Linked DNA regions of Macaca mulatta: region 1 is linked to region 2. A link is a contact called in public Hi-C data. All regions are on one chromosome and are shown on one strand. Each heading gives the region's core, a stretch centred on a gene start, on an enhancer-like site or on the middle of the called end of the contact. The rest is flanking DNA. Distances are from core to core; before and after follow the strand shown. Region 1 holds the start of ABCA1 (ATP binding cassette subfamily A member 1). Region 2 has its middle 46 kb from the start of ABCA1.

What was found. Hi-C and Micro-C count contacts between places; a contact is called where the count stands out from the background.
Region 1: a contact with region 2 is called in a Hi-C map of fetal cortex germinal zone, with 4 times the contacts expected there. The contact joins the promoter of ABCA1 here to the enhancer-like site in region 2. A contact is called at or near these places in 6 of 14 Hi-C or Micro-C datasets (CD4 T cells, blood, cortical neurons and 3 more).

The regions. Positions count from the first base shown.
Region 1 is chr15:53,463,119-53,467,178 of T2T-MMU8v2.0, reverse strand. ABCA1 (ATP binding cassette subfamily A member 1) reads right to left here and starts at 1,908. Exons shown (of 50, transcript XM_015117158.3): 1 at 1,682-1,908.
Region 2 is chr15:53,417,474-53,421,132 of T2T-MMU8v2.0, reverse strand. No RefSeq gene overlaps it. Among named protein-coding and RNA genes, the nearest start is that of ABCA1, 46 kb to the left of the region's middle. Within about 2 kb of position 2,247, at least 31 of the 40 cell types and tissues checked have an H3K27ac peak or open chromatin away from gene starts, as enhancers often do. A contact at or near this core is called in blood, cortical neurons, fetal cortex germinal zone and 1 more, where this site is marked.

The sequences.
Region 1 (4,060 bases), core at 659-3,158, 46 kb before region 2:
TCTCTTCTTGGGATGTCATTGAAAAGTCGGATTTTAAAAGCTAATGGTATCAGTGCTGCAAAGGCAGGCCAATTACAGACAGTGGCATACAATTTTTTCTTTATTTTCTTATTTTTAATCTTATTTCTTTCCTTCTTTTTGATAAAAGATATACCTAAAGAGGCACCTACACACAACCCTGGCACCGTCCGCCGCCCCAAGAACCTTCCTTATTTACCAACGGCCTGGGAGTTGGCAAACACGCTAACAACAACAACAAAAAAACCAAACGGGCTTTCGCCTCAACCTCATAGTTCCTCCCCATCTGCACTCACCGGTCTTCACCGGATTCACAGCGAGCAGACACCTAGTACAGCCGGCCGATTCCTAGGTCCTCCGGCCAGGAGGCGCTGCGGGCTAGTCTCCGGGGGCCACCGCAGCCCGCGCGCCCAGCACCCCCACCCTCAAGGCAGAGCCCAGCCCAGCCCCGCGGCGGAGCTCCGAGTTCTGCGCCGCCCGCCGGGGTTATTCCCGGTCATTCCACAGCACCACCTCGCCCCAGCTTCCCCATCTGCGCCCAGGCAGAAGCTGCCCCAAGAGACCAACGGCAAGGGTCTGGAAGATGGGGCGGCAGGGAACGTGGGGGAGGGAGGATTGGGCACCCCACCTCCGGGTTTCCGCAGGCTCTCCTAAGTCTTGTATTTAGAAGAAACAAAACTCGGCCGGGCGCGGTGGCTCACGCCCGTAATCCCAGCACTTTGGGAGGCCGAGACCGGTGGATCACCTGAGGTCCGGGGTTCGAGACCAGCCTGGCCATCAAGTTGAAACCTCGTCTCTACTAAAAATACAAAAATTAGCTGGGTGTGGTGACGCGCCTGTAATCCTAGCTACTCAGGAGCCTGAGGCAGGAGAACCGCTTGAACCCGGGAGGCAGAGGTTGCAGTGAGCGGAGATCGCTCCATTGCACTCCAGCCTGGGCGACAGAGCAAGACTCAAAGAAAAAAAGAAAAGAAAGAAACTCGTTCCGCGCTCTGCGCCAGGGACACCAGCTCGGCTGAGCGCACCGAGACTGTAGGCAGGACCTCCCTACCCCTCAGGTCACAAAGCCCCAAGGCCTCTAGTGAGTAATAGCACCACGGACCCCGTTTGGGACACCTCCAACTCGAGTTCTCGGGAAAAAGGACGCGCTGCTCCAGTCCCGGGGTGCATACAGCAGATTCCCAGGTCAGAACAGACCAGCTTCTTAAGAACCAAGTGAGAACTCAGTGCTGGCATTTGTCTCCGTAGGTACTGGCCGACCCGCAACCAGAGGGGTTTCTAGCCAACTCAGGCCCCTCCGAACAAAGAAGCGCTCCGTGCCGGACCTGCAACTCTCCCCACCCGGCAGCAGCGACCTCAGCACTCCCGGGCACCCCCGACCCCTCTGAGCCCGGGGTACTGCGCCCGGGTCTCCACGCCCAGAGATGCTCCCCAAGTCTCCACCGCCGGGCGAGTCCCGAGCGCAGCAGCGCAGTCCTGGGGTCGCCAGAGCTCGTCCTAGGACATCCTCTTCCCATTTACGCCGCCCCGGGTCCCATTTGGGTTGCAAGTGGTGGGCATGCGGGGCTCCGGATCAAAGTCCCCGAAACCGAGAGCTTCCCGAAGCTTCCTTGGCCTCGCAACAAAACAATAACGCCCAATAAGTCACTGGAGAGCCTCTTACCTGTTTTCCACTTTTGTGTTTGCGTCTCTTTCTCCTACCCCTTGACAAGCCTTCCGGAGAAGGGGAGAAAACAGAACGAGGGGAAAAAACAAGGAGCAAAGCGCCCTGAGAACTAGTCCTGTTGGTGCGCAGAGCCCCCCGCCCTGCTCTGCCCTGCCGCAACCCGGGAGAGAAGGGTCGGCTCGGCTCTGCTGGTCCCGGCCCCACTCACTCTCGCTCGCAATTACGGGGTTTTTGCCGAGACTAGTTCCTTTTATAGATTCGGCTGCCCGGAGCGCAGAGGTTACTATCGGTCAAAGCCTGTTCTCGCCTTCCTCCCCGCCCCCTTCCCGGCCTCTGTTTATGTAGTTCAGTCACTCAGCAGAAAGCACGTGGAGCCGCGGCCCGCCTCTTAAACGGGCGACGTTCAGCCGCCGGTGAAGCTGCTAGGGAGTTGGGAGGAGGTGGGTGGGGTGGGGGTGGAGGGTGCATCAGGTGTCTCAGGGTCCGCGGTCTGCGCCCCCGCTCCCCGCCGGGGCCCGCCGGCCTAAGACCCGCGGGAAGCGCTGAGCTCGGGGCTGCGCCGCAGACTCTCTAGTCCATGTTCCCGGCAGCCAAGGGCACCAGTGGAATTTGCTTCCTCTAAATCGTGCTTTCCGCAATCTTTTTTTCGTTTGTTAGTTTCCTCAGCCGGAGGGAGGGATTGGGGGAGAGGGAGCTCCATACGGAATCCCCCTCAGGACGCCAATCATTTTGTCTTTTGGTACCTTTCAAAGACCTAGGCTGGTCCTCTGGGTAACCGGCTGCTTTTGTTTCCCCCCCCCCCCCAACAAACCTTGACTTTAGTTTTTGATAGCGACCTACTGCCTTCGAGATTCCCAGCCTGAGCTCCCCAGGTCCCTCAGAGGACCTGAGAGGAACATCTTACTGCTTCTCTTCATAAATTGAGAGGAAGGAGGCCACAAAAACAAAAAAAGAAACAGACAAAAACACAGAACAATATGGACCAGCCCCCTTTTAATTTTCATTATATTGATCAGCCTCCCTGTGATAAAAACACAGGACTTGTATTTAGCTTGTATACATTTGTAAAGTGCAGCCAGAGAATTGCAGTCGTGTAAAATTATGTAGTCACTCCAGACCTCCAACTTCTGTTTGCCTTTGCCTGTAGGGAGCAAAACCATCCAAAACATTGGAGGGGCCAAAAAAAAAAAAAAAGGCAAGAGCAAGAATGCAGGCCTACACACCATATGTCTAAATATTTAAGTCATCCATCAAGCCAACAAACTAAATGTCTCCTGCCTTGACAAAGATACCTTTGTAACCACCTTGTGTAGATTCACGTTTAGACTCCACAGTTTGACCTGAGTTTTGGTCAGAATGAGGTGGCATGAGAGAGCGCCCCAAGCCTACTTCTCTTCCCACCTCCAGCTCCATTATATTCCAGAACTCCCACCACCTGCATGCAGACACTCAGCTGCACAAGCCCCCTCCAGGCTACAGTCAACAGGATCTCCAGGCTACAGCTCAAGCCCAGGTACCCACATCAGTGGTTCTATCAACACTCAGGACAGACCCATAGAAGAGGCCCAAGCAGGCCCTGGAAGTGCACGTGGAGGCCACAAGGCAAGGAATTCTGGAGTCCCAGGTACTCATAACTCTGGGTGGCATGGCCCCTTTGCACCATGGACTGTTTGCCCTTAGAAAGGGATGGATCTAAGCCGGGCGCAGTGGCTCATGCCTGTAATCCCAGCATTTTGGGAGGCCAAGGTGGGCAAATCATCTGAGGTCAGGAGTTCGAAACCAACCTGGCCAACATGATGAAACCCAGTTTCTACTAAAAATACAAAAATTAGTCAGACATGGTGGCGGGTGCCTGTTATCCCATGGTGGCGGGTGCCTGTTATCCCAGCTACTCAGGGGGCTGAGGCAGGAGAATCGCTTGAACCTGGGAGGCAGAGGTTACAGTGAGCTGAGATCACACCACTGCACTCCAGCCTGAGTGACAGAGCAAGACTCCGTGTCAAGAAAAAAAAAAAAAAAGGAAGAGAGAGGTGGATCTCAGAAAGGCCAGAGATGAGCTTTCTAAAGTCCAAGGCCCAAGAGAGGGGACCCCCTTGCCTCAGTCAAAGAATAACCTTGGTCAATAAATTGAGTTTTGGGGTCAATCTTGACAACCACATGATGAGCAATTTAGGTAAAGTCTTTCTGCCTCTGTTTCATCTTTTTTTTTTTCTTTTTTCATCTTTTTTCTTTCCTTCCTTCCTTCTTTCCTCCCTCCCTCCCTCTCCCCTCCCCTCCCCTCCCCTCCTCTTTCTCTTTCTTTATTTCTTTTCTCTCTTTTCTTTCTTTTGACACAGGGTCTTGCTGTCTACCCAGGCTGGAGTGCAGTGGTCCAAT
Region 2 (3,659 bases), core at 998-3,497:
GGCAACAGAGTGAGACTCCATCTCAAAAAACAAACAAACAAAAAGATTTGAGAATCACACCTGTAATCCTAGCACTTTGGGAGGCCAAGGCCAGTGGATCACAGGGTCAAGAGTTCGAGACCAGCCTGGCCAACATGGTGAAACCCCATCTCTACTAAAGATATAAAAAAATCAGCTGGGCGTGGTGGCACATGTCTGAAATCCCAGATACTCAGGAGGCTGAGGCAGGAGAATTGCCTGAACCCAGGAAGTGGATGCTGCAGTGAGCCAAGATTGCACCATTGCACTCCAGCCTGGGCAGCAGGGCAAGACTGTATCTCAAAAAAAAAAAAAAAAAAAAAAAAAGGAAAAATCTAAATATTACCAAATATCACGAGTATTGCTTCCTCCCTATTAATGTTTCACAATGTACAGGGGGTCTGTTCAGAACACAATAGCTGCTCTAGCGATCAAAATCACTATACATCAACTAGTATTTCCATTTTTCAGTATGCCTATTGCTGGGCTGCTCCACACAAAGAACAAATTATATATCTTGTTAACTTTTGGCCAAGTTGATCAATTTCATGATATCTATAAATGCCACACTAAATAGAGTGAACACATACATAGTCATAAAACAGCAGGCTGAAGCTAACTCCAAAAACAAAGAAAAAATCCAACTCTAAACCATTCTGCATTCAAGTTCCCAAATGACTCCCTTGGAGGCCTTTAAATTGTATTTGTTTGGAACAAACAAACAAACAAAAACAAAAGGAGTTCATCGTTAGCATGTGGAGGATGTTCATTAGCGACTGCAAGAAGTCACAGTCTAAACCACTCTGTTCTAGAAACCCATTATAGTCATGCAGGCCAATAGCACTATTCTGGAAGGTAGCTATCTCTCGTGCCCTCTAAGAACCACCGTTTTGCATCATTAGCAAGAAGCAAAGAGTAGATCTTAAACCTCTTTAAACTTTAAACTCCTCTGCGTCCTATTCAAAAACTAGAATACCACTTAAAACAGATTTTTAACTCTGCACTTTAAAAAGGGATTTCAAGTGTCCTGCATTTTAAAGACACTTCATTACAAAAGTTAGAAAATTAAAGTATAAAACTTATCAAAACAAGCTTTTAAGTTTTCAGGATGATTCACTGCAAAATTTCTTTAAACAGACTCCCCTCTTTTTTGTGTGTTTGAGTCTTCAGGGAAAATAAGTGATAGTAAACATCAACCATTGACACCTGCAAACTAGGAAAAAAAAAGTGTTGCTTGGACATGGTAGGGAAAATAATTTATTTTTACAGGAAGTTAGCCGGGCGTGGTGGCTCACGGCTGTAATTCCTGCACTGTGGGAGCTCAAGGTGGGTGGATCACCTGAGGTCAGGAGTTCAAGGCCAGCCTTGCTGACATGGTGAAACCCAGTCTCCACTAAAAATACAAAAATTAGCTGGGCGGTAGTGGGGCGTGCCTGTAATACCAGCTACTTGGAAGGCTGAGACAGGAGACTCTCTTGAATCTGGGATGCAAAGGTTGCAGTGAGCCGAGATCACACCACTGCACTCCAGCCTGGGCAACAGAGTGAGGCTACGTCAAGAAATAAAAAAAAAAAAGAGAGAAAAGAAAAAAAAGAAAGAAAGAAAGAAAAGAAGAAAAGAAAAGAAAGAACGAAGGAAGAAAGATAGGAATTTAACATACAGGCGATTTTTCAGGTTCTCATTTGCTAAACCAACGATGCAGAATTTGTGAAGTAGGGGCAACAAGTTGCTGAACCTGAGAGACGCCTCTAAACGCGCTCAGAGGTTATTTCAACTGTGCTGTTTACTAGTTCAGGTACAACAGGCAAAGACAGAAAGATGCCAACGCTCTCTCCACCCTCCCACCGCCGGCTCACAAAGCGCGGAGCATGCACCCAGCCGTCCAAACACGTAGCGATGTCGCCGCTTTAAGCCGCTGTCCCCCCCCCTCGGCCCGCCCACAAGAAGGCGGGGAGGCGCGGGGTCTGCTGGGAGTTGTAGTTTCGAGCCAGGCCTGAGAGCTTCTTGACTCGTTTCCTTTGCCCCCCTCCCCCGCCCCCACACTGCACAGCTGCCTACGGACTCTGGAGTTGCCGTGTATTGAGCATGGGGCACAGCCGGGGATAAAAGGGGAGAAGGATCCTTTAATCTGCGGATCGGGGCGCCGTTGATGAGTGTTAGAAGGTGTTGGAACGCAGAGTAAGCGGCGCGCATGCGCGGCTGGCGGAGGTGGGGGCCGCTCCTCCCGCGCCTTTCAAGGGCTGGCTGATCCCTTAGGGCTGGCTGGGCTCAGAGGTAGGGCCTGCGGTGCAAGTTTGTGATAACATTGCTTGTAGGCTGCGGTTGTTAAGGCAGAGATTTGGAGGGGGTCGGTTGGGGGTGCTGGGTAGTGTCAGTAATCAAGGGTTTTAATCGCTACTCCATCCTGGCTTTCGGGAACCTCCCACCTCCTACCCTTTCCCAGTTTGCAGAATTGCAGCTTTCCCCATCCCCCACCCCGATCGCTTCGTGGGAAGCCTTTCCATACTGTGTTGTGAAATCCGTTAGACCTTCTCAGCCAAGGCCTTTTAGCCCGCCTGGAATTCAAGCTGCCCCCTCCTTGCCAAATCCAGATCATGCGAGACAACAAAAGGCTTGAGGCACAGGCCCTACAAGGCAGTGCCCCTGCCAGCTCTTCTAAGCTTATTGTTTACCCTGCCCTCTTCTTCCCCTACAAATTGAGACAGCCAGGCGATAGATTAGATAAATAGATTCCATGTCCTTACATTTGCAACAGGCTTTCATAGCTTCCTTTGCTCTGGAAGATGGCATCATTATACAAAAGGACAAGTGAGAACACACGAATGTAATCAGTGGCAGAACCCCAGGACTGAACCCTACAGGAGTTCTAAGTCTATTGTTTTTCCTACCACTTCACAAATGCGTCAGAAAGAGCTGAAGGAGGTGACCAGCTGCACCTGACGCTAGCTGGCTTTCTGAATGCTCAGGCCCTGAGCCCCTGGCTCACCACAATCACTCTTAAATTGACTAGCAATTGCCCCTTAGTGAGTGACCTCTCCAGCAAGCCCGCAGGATTTTGCCTAGGGTAATGTTTCAGATTGAGCACATACTTTGTGCTGGGCCCTGGAAAGATGTACATCAGATCTTAAGTTAAAAGGTTCCTTTCCCCCAAGGACACCAGGCTGTCCTATAAAGTATTCTGTATTTCCCAAAGGATAGGGTTAGCCACAGTTTGTTATATGATTGCTTGTTTGCCTGTTTTTTTCTTTTCTTTATTTCTTTGAGACAGGGTCTCCCTCTGTCACCCAGGTTGAAGTGCAGTGGCGTGATCATAGTTCACTGCAAGTTCAGACTCCTGGGCTCAAGCAATCCTTCTCCCACCTCAGCCTCTGGAGTAGCTGGGACTACAGGCATGCACCACCATGCCCAGCTAATTAAAAAAAAAAAATTAGAGGAGGTCTCACTATGTTACTCAGGCCAGTTTCAAACTTCTGGGCTCAAGTGATCCTCCTGCTTCAGCCTCCCAAAGTTCTGGGATTACAGATGTAAGCCACCACACCTGGCCTGCCTGCCTTGCTTGAGAAGCTGCAGCACTATTTTGTTCACCATTGTATTAGAAGTGCTAACATGTAGTGGCCTTTCGATACATGTCAAATAGACAT